Linked DNA regions of Mus musculus: regions 2, 3 and 4 are each linked to region 1. Evidence: chromatin contacts called from public ChIA-PET and promoter capture Hi-C data. All regions are on one chromosome and are shown on one strand. Each heading gives the region's core, a stretch centred on a gene start, on an enhancer-like site or on the middle of the called end of the contact. The rest is flanking DNA. Distances are from core to core; before and after follow the strand shown.

Evidence for each region. Promoter capture Hi-C pulls out the DNA fragments that hold promoters and counts their contacts. ChIA-PET counts read pairs in DNA pulled down with a chosen protein or histone mark.
Region 2: a promoter capture Hi-C map of pre-B cells shows a contact between it and region 1. The contact joins the promoter of Cds2 here to the promoter of Crls1 in region 1. A contact is called at or near these places in 20 of 39 promoter capture datasets (the 3T3-L1 cell line, 3T3-L1-derived adipocytes, the C10 cell line and 12 more), 1 of 484 Hi-C or Micro-C datasets (pre-B cells), 7 of 115 datasets of contacts at active chromatin or transcription factors (astrocytes, bone marrow-derived macrophages, double positive thymocytes and 4 more) and 3 of 9 other capture datasets (adipose tissue, embryonic stem cells and liver).
Region 3: a contact with region 1 is called in an RNA polymerase II ChIA-PET map of memory CD8 T cells, with 16 read pairs. The contact joins the enhancer-like site here to the promoter of Crls1 in region 1. A contact is called at or near these places in 9 of 39 promoter capture datasets (the C10 cell line, the HPC-7 cell line, cranial neural crest and 4 more), 2 of 484 Hi-C or Micro-C datasets (cerebral cortex and pre-megakaryocyte-erythroid progenitors), 4 of 115 datasets of contacts at active chromatin or transcription factors (bone marrow-derived macrophages, embryonic stem cells, memory CD8 T cells and 1 more) and 4 of 9 other capture datasets (adipose tissue, embryonic stem cells, liver and 1 more).
Region 4: a contact with region 1 is called in a promoter capture Hi-C map of hippocampal neurons, with 4 times the contacts expected there. The contact joins the enhancer-like site here to the promoter of Crls1 in region 1. A contact is called at or near these places in 18 of 39 promoter capture datasets (the 3T3-L1 cell line, 3T3-L1-derived adipocytes, the C10 cell line and 9 more), 1 of 15 datasets of contacts at CTCF or cohesin (embryonic stem cells), 3 of 484 Hi-C or Micro-C datasets (the HPC-7 cell line, cerebral cortex and pre-megakaryocyte-erythroid progenitors), 5 of 115 datasets of contacts at active chromatin or transcription factors (astrocytes, embryonic stem cells, memory CD8 T cells and 1 more) and 4 of 9 other capture datasets (adipose tissue, embryonic stem cells, liver and 1 more).

The regions. Positions count from the first base shown.
Region 1 is chr2:132,845,120-132,848,474 of GRCm38.p6, forward strand. It overlaps Crls1 (cardiolipin synthase 1), which reads left to right and starts at 1,547. Exons shown (of 7, transcript NM_001024385.1): 1 at 1,547-2,006. The coding sequence starts at 1,698.
Region 2 is chr2:132,261,398-132,264,752 of GRCm38.p6, forward strand. Cds2 (CDP-diacylglycerol synthase (phosphatidate cytidylyltransferase) 2) reads left to right here and starts at 1,751. Exons shown (of 13, transcript NM_138651.7): 1 at 1,751-2,100. The coding sequence starts at 2,047. Gm46766 (a long non-coding RNA gene) reads left to right here and starts at 2,107. Exons shown (of 2, transcript XR_001783482.2): 1 at 2,107-2,343.
Region 3 is chr2:132,290,710-132,294,064 of GRCm38.p6, forward strand. Cds2 (CDP-diacylglycerol synthase (phosphatidate cytidylyltransferase) 2) reads left to right here. Exons shown (of 13, transcript NM_138651.7): 2 at 2,536-2,672. Among named protein-coding and RNA genes, the nearest start is that of Gm46766, 29 kb to the left of the region's middle. Within about 2 kb of position 1,587, at least 111 of the 459 cell types and tissues checked have an H3K27ac peak or open chromatin away from gene starts, as enhancers often do. A contact at or near this core is called in cerebral cortex, hippocampal neurons and memory CD8 T cells, where this site is marked.
Region 4 is chr2:132,314,472-132,317,826 of GRCm38.p6, forward strand. No RefSeq gene overlaps it. Among named protein-coding and RNA genes, the nearest start is that of Gm46766, 53 kb to the left of the region's middle. Within about 2 kb of position 1,755, at least 30 of the 459 cell types and tissues checked have an H3K27ac peak or open chromatin away from gene starts, as enhancers often do. A contact at or near this core is called in hippocampal neurons, where this site is marked.

The DNA of each region.
Region 1 (3,355 bases), core at 297-2,796:
GTAACCAAAATAAAGCAAATCCTAGTATTTTACAACGAATATTTAACTGATAGTAAATGCAAAATGAAAATGAAATGAGGGATAATATGCCATAGAATACCATAGAAATATTAAACCCTGACTTGAAGGAACCAAGTGGTAGCTGATATAAATATGATCAAAGTCAGCTGGTTAGATTAGCTGCAAGCAGCTCCATCAGTTGACCCATCCATCCCAAAATGGGCCGATCAGACCACTGTATACAAGGGGATGACTAAGGCTAAGACTATATACAAGGGGATGTAACTCTAATTATGAACAGAAACTGACTTTGTTTTTGTTTTCGAGACAGATTTTCTCTGTGTAGCCCTTGCTGACCTGGAATTTACAGATATCTATCAGCCTCTGCCTCCCAAGTGCTGGGATTAAAGGCATGCACCACGGCCACCTGGATTTATCTTTTTACTTCTTTTTCTCTTTGTTTCATACCACTGCTTAGATTTTTCTTCTCTTTTCCTCTTCTTTCCTTTTCTTCATTTTTCTTTCTTCCTTTTTTAATTAAAAAGAAAAGTCTAGGCCTCTCGCAAAAACCAAAACAAAATAAAGATGATCTTGATAAAAAGCTCCTTAAGACTACAATCCTTAGCCGGGCGTGGTGGTGCACGCCTTTAATCCCAGCATTCGGGAGGCAGAGGCAGGCGGATTTCTGAGTTCGAGGCCAGCCTGGTCTACAGAGTGAGTTCCAGGACAGCCAGAGCTACACAAAGAAACCCTGTCTTGGAAAAAAAAAAAAAAAAGACTACAATCGTCAAATGTGATGTGGGCTTTACGAACAACTTCCAGGTGAGTGTGTGCCATCACAGACTGGGCTGAAGAACAGTGGAAAGACTGCAAGACATCACCACGTGGTGACCTTTCACTGGTTTGGTTCTTGCCCGACCTGGATTCAAGGCCCTGGGTTCAAGCTCAAATCTATAACAAAATGGTAGGTTAGGTAAGGTTATAACAGTGAACTGATTTGTTTCTAATTCAGACTTAGAATAAGCAGGTTTCTCCTGTCCACGGGCTTCTGTACCTGTAAAAGTAAAGGCAAATACAGAAGGCATGTTAGAGTTGTTGAGAGGATAAATAATGACACTATAACGCATACAGTAAGCACTTCCCAAGTAAACAATTAGTGATTGCTATTATTGACATTTCCCTTTGCTCTATTCATATGCATTTAGTGCTAAGGAAGCAGAGTAGGTACTTAACTACTTTGATGCCAACACTAATGCTTTACATCTCCAGTGATAATACAGAGCCATGCACACCAGCGGGCCACTTGGCATCAGGCAGGCCTGATATAAGTGGCTTCCTGTGGCCACGTGGCACTCGCTCTTGGTCTTCCCTACCTGTCATTCTTCTTAGCCTGCAGGCACTAGCGGCTCTACTCACTAGTCAGGTCTTCCTAACCTGCGGGCCTTAGCTGTTCGTGCTCGCCGCTGCCGCGCGGGGGCGCCGGTGAGCAGAGCGGCTGGGTGTCGTGAAAACGTCGTGAAAGCTGACTCCCTTGGCGGTTCAGGCCACCTGTATAAGCGGAAAGTGCCAGAGTGTAGAAATTAGTATGGAGCTGTCCATACGGCCTCGGCACCGCTCGACTTCTCTAGAGAAGCTGGCAGCCGGTGCCAGGGGCGTCTGAGTTCTCGACTCTTGGACTCCGTGGAGGCCACACGGCCATGTTGGCTTGGCGCGTGGCGCGCGGCGCGTGGGGCCCTCTTCGCGTGGCCCTCCGGCCTCCGGGGGCGCGGCTCGGCAGGGGCGGCTCCCGCAGGGCCCTGCTGCCGCCCGCGGCCTGCTGCCTCGGCTGCCTGGCTGAGCGCTGGCGGCTGCGGCCGGCCGCGTTCGCCTTGCGGCTGCCCGGCGCCGGCCCGCGGACCCACTGCTCGGGCGCGGGGAAGGCAGCCCCGGAGCCCGCCGCCGGAGGAGGAGGTGCCGCCGCGCAGGCCCCCAGCGCCCGATGGGTCCCGGCGAGCGCCGCCAGCTCGGTACGTGCGAGGGAGGGTCGGCGGGACGCAGGTGACGGGCTCGGCGCTCTGTCGCGACACTCACCCGGTGTTCTGGGAAGTTACGGGCAGCCAGGGCGTTCGATCTTGGTGAACTTCAGGGGTCCCCCGCCGGGTACAGTCTCTGGCCAAGTTGAAACCCACTGTAATCCCCTTGTGTGCACACCCGTTGCTGGGAGGTGTGTCTACACGTTGCATAGGTAAAAACAACCATCGCTCGTCTAGTTAATCTGTTTTTAATTTTTTGAAGTGAATCTTCAGGGTTAAGTTCGGCGGAACCATAAGAACGGCCCTTCTGTCCGTTTGTGCAGATTACATCATCCTTTGGTCTTTAGCAGTATCACGGAGGATAATTATCTGGCTTAGGTTGTAATGAAAAGATCTTTCAACTTTGTATTATAGAAAGCTTCAGACTATTCTTGACGTAACAGAAGGATTTGTTCACCTTGCCTGGTAAGATAACTTCCCAAGCAGGTGACACCAGAGCATGAGTGTGGCCCAGCTTTTGATGTCATGTTAGCAAGTCCATGCAATTATTACATCTTCAATTGTTAGGTCTTCAGCGGCCACTGTACTGCCCTGCTCTCCTCAGTTACACAGCATGGGCTGAGGTGGCCACACCCCGGCAGGGGTCACAGCTTCAGGCCTAGCTTTAAAACTCTTGGAGATTGAACGCCGCCGGATGCTTTGAAGTTGCCCTCAACCTGGCTGAAGCCCTTCCCAGCACAGTTGGCCGAGTATGCCACAGGTTATCTGGTTGGGTAATTTGAGATTAAGCTTTGTCGACTTTCACAAATGTCCAAATGTAATAACTAGATATTAATGAGCTTTTTGTAGGGTTTTGTTTTTCGAGACAGCTCTTCTCTGTGTAACAGCCCTGGCTGTCCTGGAACTTGATCCGCTGGCCTCGAACTCATGAGATTCACCTGCCGCAGCCTCCCGAGTGCTGAGGTCAAAGGCCTGCACCACCACCATGCCAGCCGGTGAACATTTTTTTGTGGGGCACAGGCTCACTTACTGGCCTGGTAGCCAGCTGTAGTTGTGTTGTGTCTTTACCAAGGGAAGTGAGGAGGCTGGGTGCAGCTTTCTATTTAGTCATGCTCTTTCAGTGTGTTAGACTAACTTTGGAGCTCTTCATTCTCAGCTTTTGCTTGCTTGTTTTAGTTTTGAGATAGGGTTTCTGTGTGTAGTTCTGGCTGTCCTGGAACTTAATCTGTAGACCAGGCTGTCCTCTGAGATCCACCTGCCTCTGCCTCTGCCTCTTGAGTGCCCAAGTTAAAGGCGTGTGCCGCCATAGTCTGATGGCTTTTGCTTTCTAGCACAGCCCTGAG
Region 2 (3,355 bases), core at 501-3,000, 580 kb before region 1:
GTACACGTGTACCATGTAATTGCAGACGATCCTAGAGGCCAGAGGAGGGACTTGAGTCCCTTGGAACCAGAATTATGGGCAGTTCGTCCTGTATGGGTGCTGAGAACCAAACCTCCTTCCTCTGCAAGAGCAATAAGTGCGCCTAACCATTGAACCATTTCTCTAGCCATGTATTCTGGTCTCAAACTTGCTCCAAGGAACTTGACGCCCTTAATTATCAGAAAATAGTCACATGATATTATCACCACCCTTCACCTCTATCCTTTTTCTTTTCCTTTCCTACATAGTGATAGGGTGTTGAAAGGGTGGAAGAAGAGGGTGGAGAAGGGTAGAAGAAAGAAAAAAGCCCACAAAGTAGCCAAAGTCTGGCTTCAAAAGGTATTTATTTCTAACAGAACAAAGCAAAAACCCAAACCCAACAAAACCAGCAAACACCAGTAGAGGAACAAGAGCACCCAAGCATTTGTGCAAAGCTGTTAAATAGCAAATAAAATGCAAAGACCAGAGGGCTGAAGTTTGTCTAAGTATTTTGCTGTTAATTTGAAACATCATAACAAGAATTTGAGAATGTAAGTCTTTTTCAGAACTCTTCCTATTTTCTGAAAACTCACAGCTCTGGTCAAAATCTCTAAAAGGAACCTGACCCTTGGTGTGGAAGACTTCTTTGAGATTGCAATCTGGCTAAGGACTGGGAGCCCTGTTTTGCATGAGAACAATGCTGGAACAGCACCCATAATACTGAATTCAGGCAGCATATGTGAACATTGGTTACAGCGTGGTAACAAACGTCTGAGTTCTAATTCTTACTCGTACCCTTGTAGCTGCTGGCTAAATGCTTAAACTAGGTCAGGAATAGAGGGAGGGGCTCCATAGGAAACATTCCTTTCAGCCCAAAGGTTTTCAAAGAATTAGATGTGGGTGTTAACTTACTCACAGAAGTTGTGGTTAACAAGAGCCAAACCTGAGGGTTTTTTTTTTTTTTTGAACGATTTATTTTTATACATGAGTACACTGTAGCTGACTTCTGATACACCAGAAGAGGGCGTAAGATCTCATTACGGGTGGTTGTGAGTCACCATGTGGTTGCTGGGATTTGAACTCAGGACCTTTGGAAGAGCAGTCAGTGTTCTTACCCACTGAACCATCTCGCTAGCCCATAGGTCCTGAGTTCTACCTTCAGCACAAAACAAGACAAAAACTTAAGACAAGCAATATCTTGGATGATGTTACTTGCAGATATCATATCCATTTCTAAGTGTTTTTTGTTGTGGTTGTTTGTTTTTTGATACAGGGTCTCAGTAGCAGTGGAACAGGTTACATAGATCAGATCCACTTGCCTTTGTCTCTGGAGTGCTGTGAACAAAAAAGGTGTGTGATTGGGACGAGACTATTTCTGAGTTCGGTGCTTAGACAGAATCAGTGCTCACTAAGTTACCAGCGACCATGGCTTGGCAAGGCAAAGTGAGCTGAAACAGGTTTCACCTCCTGCTATGATGTTCAGAGGTCCACCTGGTCTCTTCGTTTGGACTCCCAAGCTGAGAGCAGCAAGTCTAGGCCGCTACGAGGCGCTGTTGTCCCCCGGTAACAGGTTACCTTCTGGACCCAGCACTCGCGCGCGGGGACTTGCGGTAGGACGCAAGGACCCCATTGGTTCACTCTGCTCTTTTTCTCCCGCCCCCTCTAGGTTTTGTCCAATGAGTGTCTCGAACTCCGCTCACGCCCCCACCCCCGCCAGGCTGCCCCGCCTCCTGGCGTCTGGGGTTCCAGGCGGAGATGGCGGCAGTGCGCGTGCGCGCTGGCTCGCAGCTTCCCGGGAGGAGGAGCGAGCGGCCGCTGGGGAAACAGCGGCTCCGCTCTCCGGGCAAGGGCGGCGGCAGCGGTGCTGGGCGGGGCCGGGCTCGGGGCTAGTGGCGCTGCTGCAGGGGCTGTGCGAGGCACGGTGGGGCTGCGAGGTGCTCGGGCCCGCCGAGAGCCCGTGCTCACTGAGCCGACCCCCGCGGCCACCGTGCTGCTCACTCGGGGTGACGTCGCGCCGGGGTCCCCAGCATGACCGAACTACGGCAGAGGGTTGTCCGCGAGGACGCACCTCCGGAGGACAAGGTAGAGGCATCGTTAAGTGCGGAGGGGCGCGCCGGCAGCCTCGCCCTCTGACCTTTATCGCGGCCCTGGGTACCAGGCCTGGGTTGCGCAGAGGGTCGGCGGGTGTCTTTTGCTTGTGGGGACAGCGGTCTGCGGGCGCGGGGAGTAGCGCGTGAGCTCTGGAGGGTCTTCGCCTTCCCTAGGCCTTCCCGATGTGGACGCTGGACACCCCACAGACCTTGCTTGGGGCCCGGAGAGCGCGATGTAGGCTCACCGCTTGCTTTACAAGTATTGCTGTTGATTGGGGAATGGGGGAGGACTCAGGCCATAGCATTTGTCTCCTGGGAGATTAAAACCTTCTTTTGAACTTGATTAAAACATTAAATCTGTTGGTTCTATCAGAGAGGAGTCTTGATCCACTCCGTGAGAGGGCGGGTTAGTGAGCAGGTGTGTGCTCCCAATGGTGGGTTTGTTTACTGCGCCAAGTGTGGGCATTGATGGGGTAAAGGAGGAAGGTAAGGAGGAGGCCATTTTGGCAGGGACACAGCCAATGTGGGGGCGCTCCTTTGGTTGAAAGTGCGAGGTTTGTGTGAAGTTGAGAAAGGTGGAGGGTGGTTGTTTTACTGTGGACATTGAATGACGGACCGTATTTGTGGTTCGGATCAGTGAGTGATGAGTAGAACCGGCTGAGGTAGCCTGGACCAGAATGATGGAGACTGGTTAAGTCAGAGATTGTCAGCTTGTGACCTGCAGAAGCTCTCGTACGTAGGCCTGCGTGCTGATACGGAAATAAGGGTTCCGTTGAAGGTCTGTTTCTAGCCTGTCTTCAATAAAGGAGGAGGATATGCCGCGTTTCCCCTGATTAATAGTTGACAGAGTTTAGTATCTTTGTTTGCTTGTTCGAGACTGGGTTTCTCTTTGTAGCCCTGGCTGTCCTGGAACTTGATCTGTAGATCAGGCTGGCCTCCATCCCAGAGATCCTTCTGAGTGCTGGGACTAAAGGCACCCCACCCCCCAATGCTGTTTAAGGAAACAGCATCAAGCCTAAGCACCCACGTTTGACATCAGAACTTTTGTTTTAGATAGAATCTCTCTAGGAAGCCCTGCTAGCTAGTTTGGACCTCCTCCACCTCTGCCTATCCTGTGCTGTATAAAGGCACTAGCCCCCTAGCCAGCTTGTACCTTTTTACTGTGTTTGAATTGGTTAGAACATCAGGAAGGAAACAAGCGTAAGCCTTAGGGTCAGTATGCCAACAGTAATTTTACTAGGAAGAAT
Region 3 (3,355 bases), core at 337-2,836, 550 kb before region 1:
TTCTCTGTGTAGCCCTGGCTGTCCTGGAACTCACTTTGTAGACCAGGCTGGCCTCGAACTCAGAGATCCGCCTGCCTCTGCCTCCCAAGTGCTGGGATTAAAGGTATGGGCCACCACTGCCCGGCTGTTATTTTTTTTAAATGTGTATTTAGTTACTTATTGTGGGATGGAGGCATGTGTGTGGAAGCCAGAGGACAACCTTTTGCAAGTTGGCTCTCGTTCTCTGTATACTAGAGAATGAAGTCAGGCCATCAGGCCTGACAGCAGCTGTCTTCCCACTGAGCCGTCCTCTCGGCTCCACTGCTGACTTCAAAGCAAGCAAGCAAGCAAGCAAGCAAACACTTACAATGTGTGTGGGTGCTGCATGTGTGTTGGTCCCTGGTGTGGCCAGGCGAGCTCTTGAGCTGGGGTAACAGAAAGATGTGAATGCTGTACACTGAACTCAGATCTTCTGGAAGGGGAGGGAGCAGGCCCTCTTCACCGCAGAGCAAGCCCTCCAGTCCCTCATTCTGAGCTCTCTGCCCAGTATGTGCTGCTTTTATTACGGGCCAGAATTTGGGCTCAGGTCTGTCTTCAGCCCAGCATGGAAGCTGCTGTGGGGTGCTTCCCTTTGACAGCTATCCTGAGTGGAAGGAGGTGCCTGTGGGTTAAGGAGAGGCCAGAAAAACTGCAGGCTCTAGGTTCTTGGTGTGCTTGGTCCTGACCTCTGCCTGGCTGTAAGGGTGAGTAGCGGAGGTGGCCAGCTTCAGCATTCCCAGCTGTGGGTAGGAGCCTGAATGGGCATTGGCCTCTTGCCTAGCGGTACTCCTAAGAAGGGCTCCAAGGTGTTTATTTCAGAGACTTCCTGAGCTTGCTCATTGGAGGCTGGTAAAACCTGGGGAGTTCCCTTCCTTGAGGCCTGCTTCTTCTAGACTTACTCCGTGTCTTGGTCCCTTATCCCAGTCATCCTGAGGTAGTGGCAGCAGCCATAGTGCTTTGTGAGTTCTGTATCCTTTTCCTGACTTGAGCCTCAGGATACCTCTCTTTCCTCTTCTTTTAAGAGGAAGTAGAATCAGGTCAGGGAAGATGTATGTCAGGCTTGGGGTCCATAAAAGACTATTTTATTTATTTACTTACTGGAGACTATTTTTTGGTTTTCTAAATCAGGGTTTCTCTATCTAGTCTTGGCTTTTCTGGAACTCAATAAACTGAGAGATTCGCCTGTCTCTAGCTTCTGAGTGCTGAGACTAAAGGTGTGTGCCACTATGACCTCCTGACTTCTTATTTTATTTTTTAGACATTTCTACTGTATACCCTTGACTGATTTGGAAATTTGCTGTAGACCCATGCAAGCCTCAGACTCAATGCAGTCTCCTGCCTCATCCTTTTGGGAGCTGAAATCACAGGATTGTAGATACATGCCACCTTATATGGCCAGAGATTCTTAGCATCCTCTCCGTAAACCAACCCTCACCCTTCTCTCCCCACCCCCCATCACTAGCCTTTGTTTTTGTCCTTTCCTGCCTAGGAACCCAGCAGTCTCAGTGAGTCTCCTTGACAACGGGATAGATAAGTTAAAAATAACCCTGTGCTGGGCCTTCTCTGATGCTTGGCTCAGTTTCTGTGGCTTCTGGATGCTCCTAGAGTGTGTCTGTGGGTGGATTGCAGGTCGGGCAGGGCAGGTGCTTACAGTTTGAAGCCCTGAGGTTTAGGGATCAGAGCTACAATAGCCACCACGTGGCATTATTATCTAGTCTTACTACAGGTTGCCAGTAAGGTGTGAGTGTAAATGTTAACGAATGGAAAGTTGATGTTGGTGCCAGGACTTCACTTTCTCTGAGAGGAGCAGTCATGGAGGTGTTAGTGTTTAAAGCCTGACAGTGGAGTGGGACACAGCTCTGGCGCCATTTGCTTCTCTCTCCTCAGGGAATCCCTACACTGGACCGGAGGATATAGATCAGTGGTAGATAATGTTTTGGTCTTACATGAACAAGGCCCTAGGCTTAATTTCCCAGTACTGTAAAACAAGACAACACACAAAGGAACCCCTAAGGATGAGGGGGACCCTTACTGAGTCCTTTCATAAAATGAGAATATCAAAGTGTTCAGCTATCTTGGTCAGTGGTGATAGAGGCCGTGGTTCTTCCCCTTGGTTAGGTGCAGGTGCAGGAGGAGCAGGGTTTTCAGAAATGGACAGCTATTTCTGCGTGCTTAGGCTGACATAGGGGTGAGCCTGGGATACTTAAACGATGGCAGGCTCAGGGCCAGGCCCTCAGAAGTCAGTCACAGCCTCCTCTCTTTGCATTCTTTGGAGGCCATTTCTGTCTTCTTATACCTCCTCCAGGGTCCACGGTGTGGGGCTGTTGACAGATTGGGTATGGCATCCCTGTCTCTACTCATGTCAGAACACTGTCAGGATTACTGTGGCCCATCTATCTTGTCACCTCACTATGCCAGTGCACTGAGTTCTTTTAATGGGATCTCCTGTGACAACTGTTCACTTTTAGTAGTTCCCCAGCAGTTTTGACCTTTGCTCTTTATTTTTGCGTTGTGTAGGAATCAGAGTCCGAAGCAAAGCTAGATGGAGAGACAGCGTCTGACAGCGAGAGCCGAGCGGAAACAGCTCCCCTACCAACCTCCGTAGATGACACCCCAGAGGTCCTTAACAGGGCCCTTTCCAACCTGTCCTCAAGGTAACCTGGCTTAGTGTGCATGTGTCCATTGCTGGGTAAGACAGGCTTTTAGGGTTTGCGGCTCAAGGTTATTTTCTCTCCTCCATGTACACCCACTGTGAACATTTCCTTCAGTCCAGGAAGAACTAAGAAGTCTAAGACTCCTGACCCCCGCCCCCAAAACCAGTCCTCTTAACAACAGCTGTGTGCATGCCTGAGAAGCATAAATCATGAGATTGCAAAGCATTCTCTGAAAGTGTCCCTGTGTCCTTGTGTCCCTCCCGTGGGTAGGGCATCGTGAATCCTTAGCCTTACCACTAGCTTGCCGTGGAGTCTGTTTTCATTTCTCAGCATAATATGTACAGATATTACGTGCTGATTTAAAAATGCATTTGAATTAAAACCTATCCAGTTTGTTGTGTTGATGGTGGGGTGGGTTGCCGCATATTCTTGTAGACAAGCCTGGTGCATATTTGTGGCAGTCGGCATTTGTGGTCTAAGACAGCTGTTATCATTGTGATTTCAGGACCATGCTCTGTAGAAGCCAGCTGCAGGGAAACCGATTTTAGCTTCCTCTTTTCAGATAGAAGTGGCCACAGTACCGGGCAGTGGTGACACACACCTTTAATCCCAGCACTTGGGAGGCAGAGGCAGGCAGATTTCTGAGTTCGAGGCTGTCCTGGTCTACAGAGTGAGTTCCAGGA
Region 4 (3,355 bases), core at 505-3,004, 530 kb before region 1:
TTTAATCATACAGATTTCTTTAAAGTCACAGACTATACAAATTGGTCCTACTAAGCTTAAGGCAGAGTGTCTTCAGATGGCGTATATCCAGCACTTAGACGCTTCCACAGAAGGTGTTTATTTTTCCATTTAAAGATCTATTATTAGCTTGTTTACAAGTAATGTCAAGGGTTTGAGGTTGGGTCTTTTTATGTCATCGACACTAAAGGTTTTGTTTAAATATTAAATCTTGCCCAATTATTTAAGTAGAAAGAGGGGGAAAAAAAAACCATGAATGGCTGTCAAGGAATCACTCACCCCACAGGTGCAGACCTTTCACAGTGTGACAAAGGGAGGGACTTCAGCATGTCTGTGTGCTGCCTGTCAAATGGTCACCTGTACTCAGCACAAGCTGTCTGTCTATCTAGCTACCTGCCCATCTGATTTATCTGTATCAGTCACTTTTCTGTTTGTTATGATAAGACACCATGAGAACAGCAACTTGTAGATGAAGAATTCATTTGGGCTTACAGTTGCAGAGGGGTAAGAAAGAGTCCAGGATGGAGGGGCGGCAGCAGGCGGCAGCCATGGTGGCTGGAGCAGAAGCTAATGGCTCACAAGCACAAGGCAGAGACAGGGAATTGGTAATGGTGTGTGGCTTTGAAACCTTTTAGCCCACCGTAGTGACAGACTTCCTCCACTAGGGCCACACCTAAACCGTACTAACCGGGGACCGAGTGTTCAAACATCCGAGTCCATGGTGGGTGGTTCTCATTCAGATCACCACACTGTCCGTCATCTAGTATGTATGTATGTATGTATGTATGTATGTAAGCATGTATGTATCCACCCAACTACATATCAGTTATTTATCTACCTACTTACCTATCATCTACCTATCCACCTACCTATCATCTATTTATCTATCTATTGTCCGACCTATCTATCTAATTATTATTTATCTATGTACGTGCCTACTTAACCTACCTATCATCTGTGTACCCTCTTACCTATCATACATTATCCATCTGCCTGCCTGCCTGCCTACGTTCTTACCTAAAAAGGTATCTGATTCTCCAAAGTAAGAAGACACCCAGAAAGCCAAGTAGAGAGAACCAGAGGGACCTGCTGGGGTGAGAAGTCGGGTTACACGATTGAATTTGGTTAGTGGATAGATGAGTGTTTATAGCAATAAAAGAAGTGTTTTGTTTTGTATGGAGTCCTCGATACACAGAAGAATTCTTGAGAAGTGGCCACCTTTAATCCTGACTATTTGTAAAGGAGAATGGCCTGGGGGTACATGCCAGGTCGTCTATCTCTGAGCTACATTCTCATTTCCTATACGATTTTTATACACATGTACAATTTTATAATATGTGCAATTTTGAGAGGCCCTGTAGTAGATTGGAGAACAAGAAATGCCTCCCTTCTGCCTCTGCCTGCCCCATCTTCCATTTGATGGAAATGCTGTCCCTGGTCTCTGCAGTTTGAGAGGCCTGAGTAAAACTCAGTTCCTATATGCATGCATGAGTGTTACAGCAATTAATGAAAAAAAAAAAAAGACCACACATTTGAAAGAGAGCAAGAGGTGGTATACGGGAGGGTTTGGAGTGAGAAAAGGGAAGGGGAAATGATGTGAGTATCTAAAAAAAACCATAACAGTAATAACAATAAACTCCAAACCAGCCAACCAAATCAAAACTGCAGTACTCTTTGCAGTCAGGCAGTGCTGCCAAAAGCCCAGGAGAGGGCAGCAGTGAACCAGGAGTCAGGCTCAAGCGCTCCAGCTCAGGACACAGTTGAGTAAGATCCAGGCCCAACCTCACTGTTTTCTTCTGCGTTGATGAGACTGCTCAACCACTTAGCCTCCTCTGCATGAAGCAGAGGTAGCTGAGAAAATATGCAAAGCCCTGCTCCAGTTGCTAGCAGCCGATAGTCACTGGCCAGAAGCTTCTGTTTGTCATGGGATCAGCGTGGTCTGAGGAGTGAATGCCTTTCTATGCAAAAGAAAGAACTGGCCTCAGTATTCCAGGGAAATTGGTGCTGTATTGCAACTGTTTGCACCCAGAAGGAATGTTTTGTCTCGGGAACAGAGAGGAGGGCAGGCTATAACTACCAGAGCTGACTTAGCTCAGGCAGCCTAGGGCGCATTAGGATGCCACCTGAACATCTCATGGCCTTGTTCCGATTCCCAGCCAGTGCTGGGCCTCCCTCACAGATCTCCTTGCACACCTGTAGAGGTGGAATGGCTTGTCCTTTCTGTTTCAGTTGGGGGATTGCTGACTGGCTGTGTGGCACTGGGCAGGTTACTAGCCCTGTCTGTGCTACCCCTTCTTCAGTGTAAAATGAGTAATGCAGTGTCTACCTGCATTAGTTATATTTCCTCATGGTATAATGCAGAGGCTCTCAACCTCCCTACTGCTGTGACCCTGTAATACAGTTCCTCATTGTGGTGGTTTGAAGAGGTTTGGATCCATAGATTCATGTGTTTCAATATTTGGCCAAGAGATTGGCACTATTAAGAGGTATGGCCTTGGGCTGGAGAGATGGCTCAGCGGTTAAGAGCACTGACTGTTCTTCCAGAGGTCCTGAATTCAATTCCCAGCAACTACATGGTGGCTCACAACCATCTGTAAAGGGATCTGATGCCCTCTTCTGGTGTGTCTAAAGATGGCTACAGTTTATTCGTCATATATATATATATATATATATATATATATATATAAAATAAAAATTAAAAAAAAGAGAGGTATGGCCTTAGCCAGGCAGTGGTGGCACACGACTTTAATCCTAGCACTTAGGAGGCAAAGGCAGGCAGATTTCTGAGTTCAAGACCAGCCTGGTCTACAGAGTGAGTTCCAGGACAGCCAGGGTTTATACAGAGAAATCTGTCTCAAAAAAAAAAAAAAAAAAAAAAAAAAGGTGTGGCCTTGTTGGAGTGGGTGTGGCCTTGCTGGTGGAAGTGTGTCACAGTATAGACAGTCTTTGAGGTCTCATAAATAAGTTCAAGCTACACCCAGTGCACAACAGAGTCTCCCCTGGCTGCCTGAGGAAGACAGTCTCTTCTACTGCCTTCTGATGAAGATGTAGAACTCTCAGCTCCTCCAGCACCAAGTTTGCCTGCATGCTGCCATGCTTCCTACCATGATGATAGTGAACTAAACTTCTGAGACTGTAAGCCAGCCCCAGTTAAATGTTTGCTTTTGTCTAACTAAGGAAGTGAAAGATCTGTATGACAAGAACTTCATGTCTCTGAAGAAAGAAATTAAAGAAGATCTCAGAAGATGGAAAGATCTCCATGCTCATGGATCGGCAGGATCAATATAGTAAAAATGGCTATCTTGCCAAAAGCAATCTACAGATTCAATGCAATCCC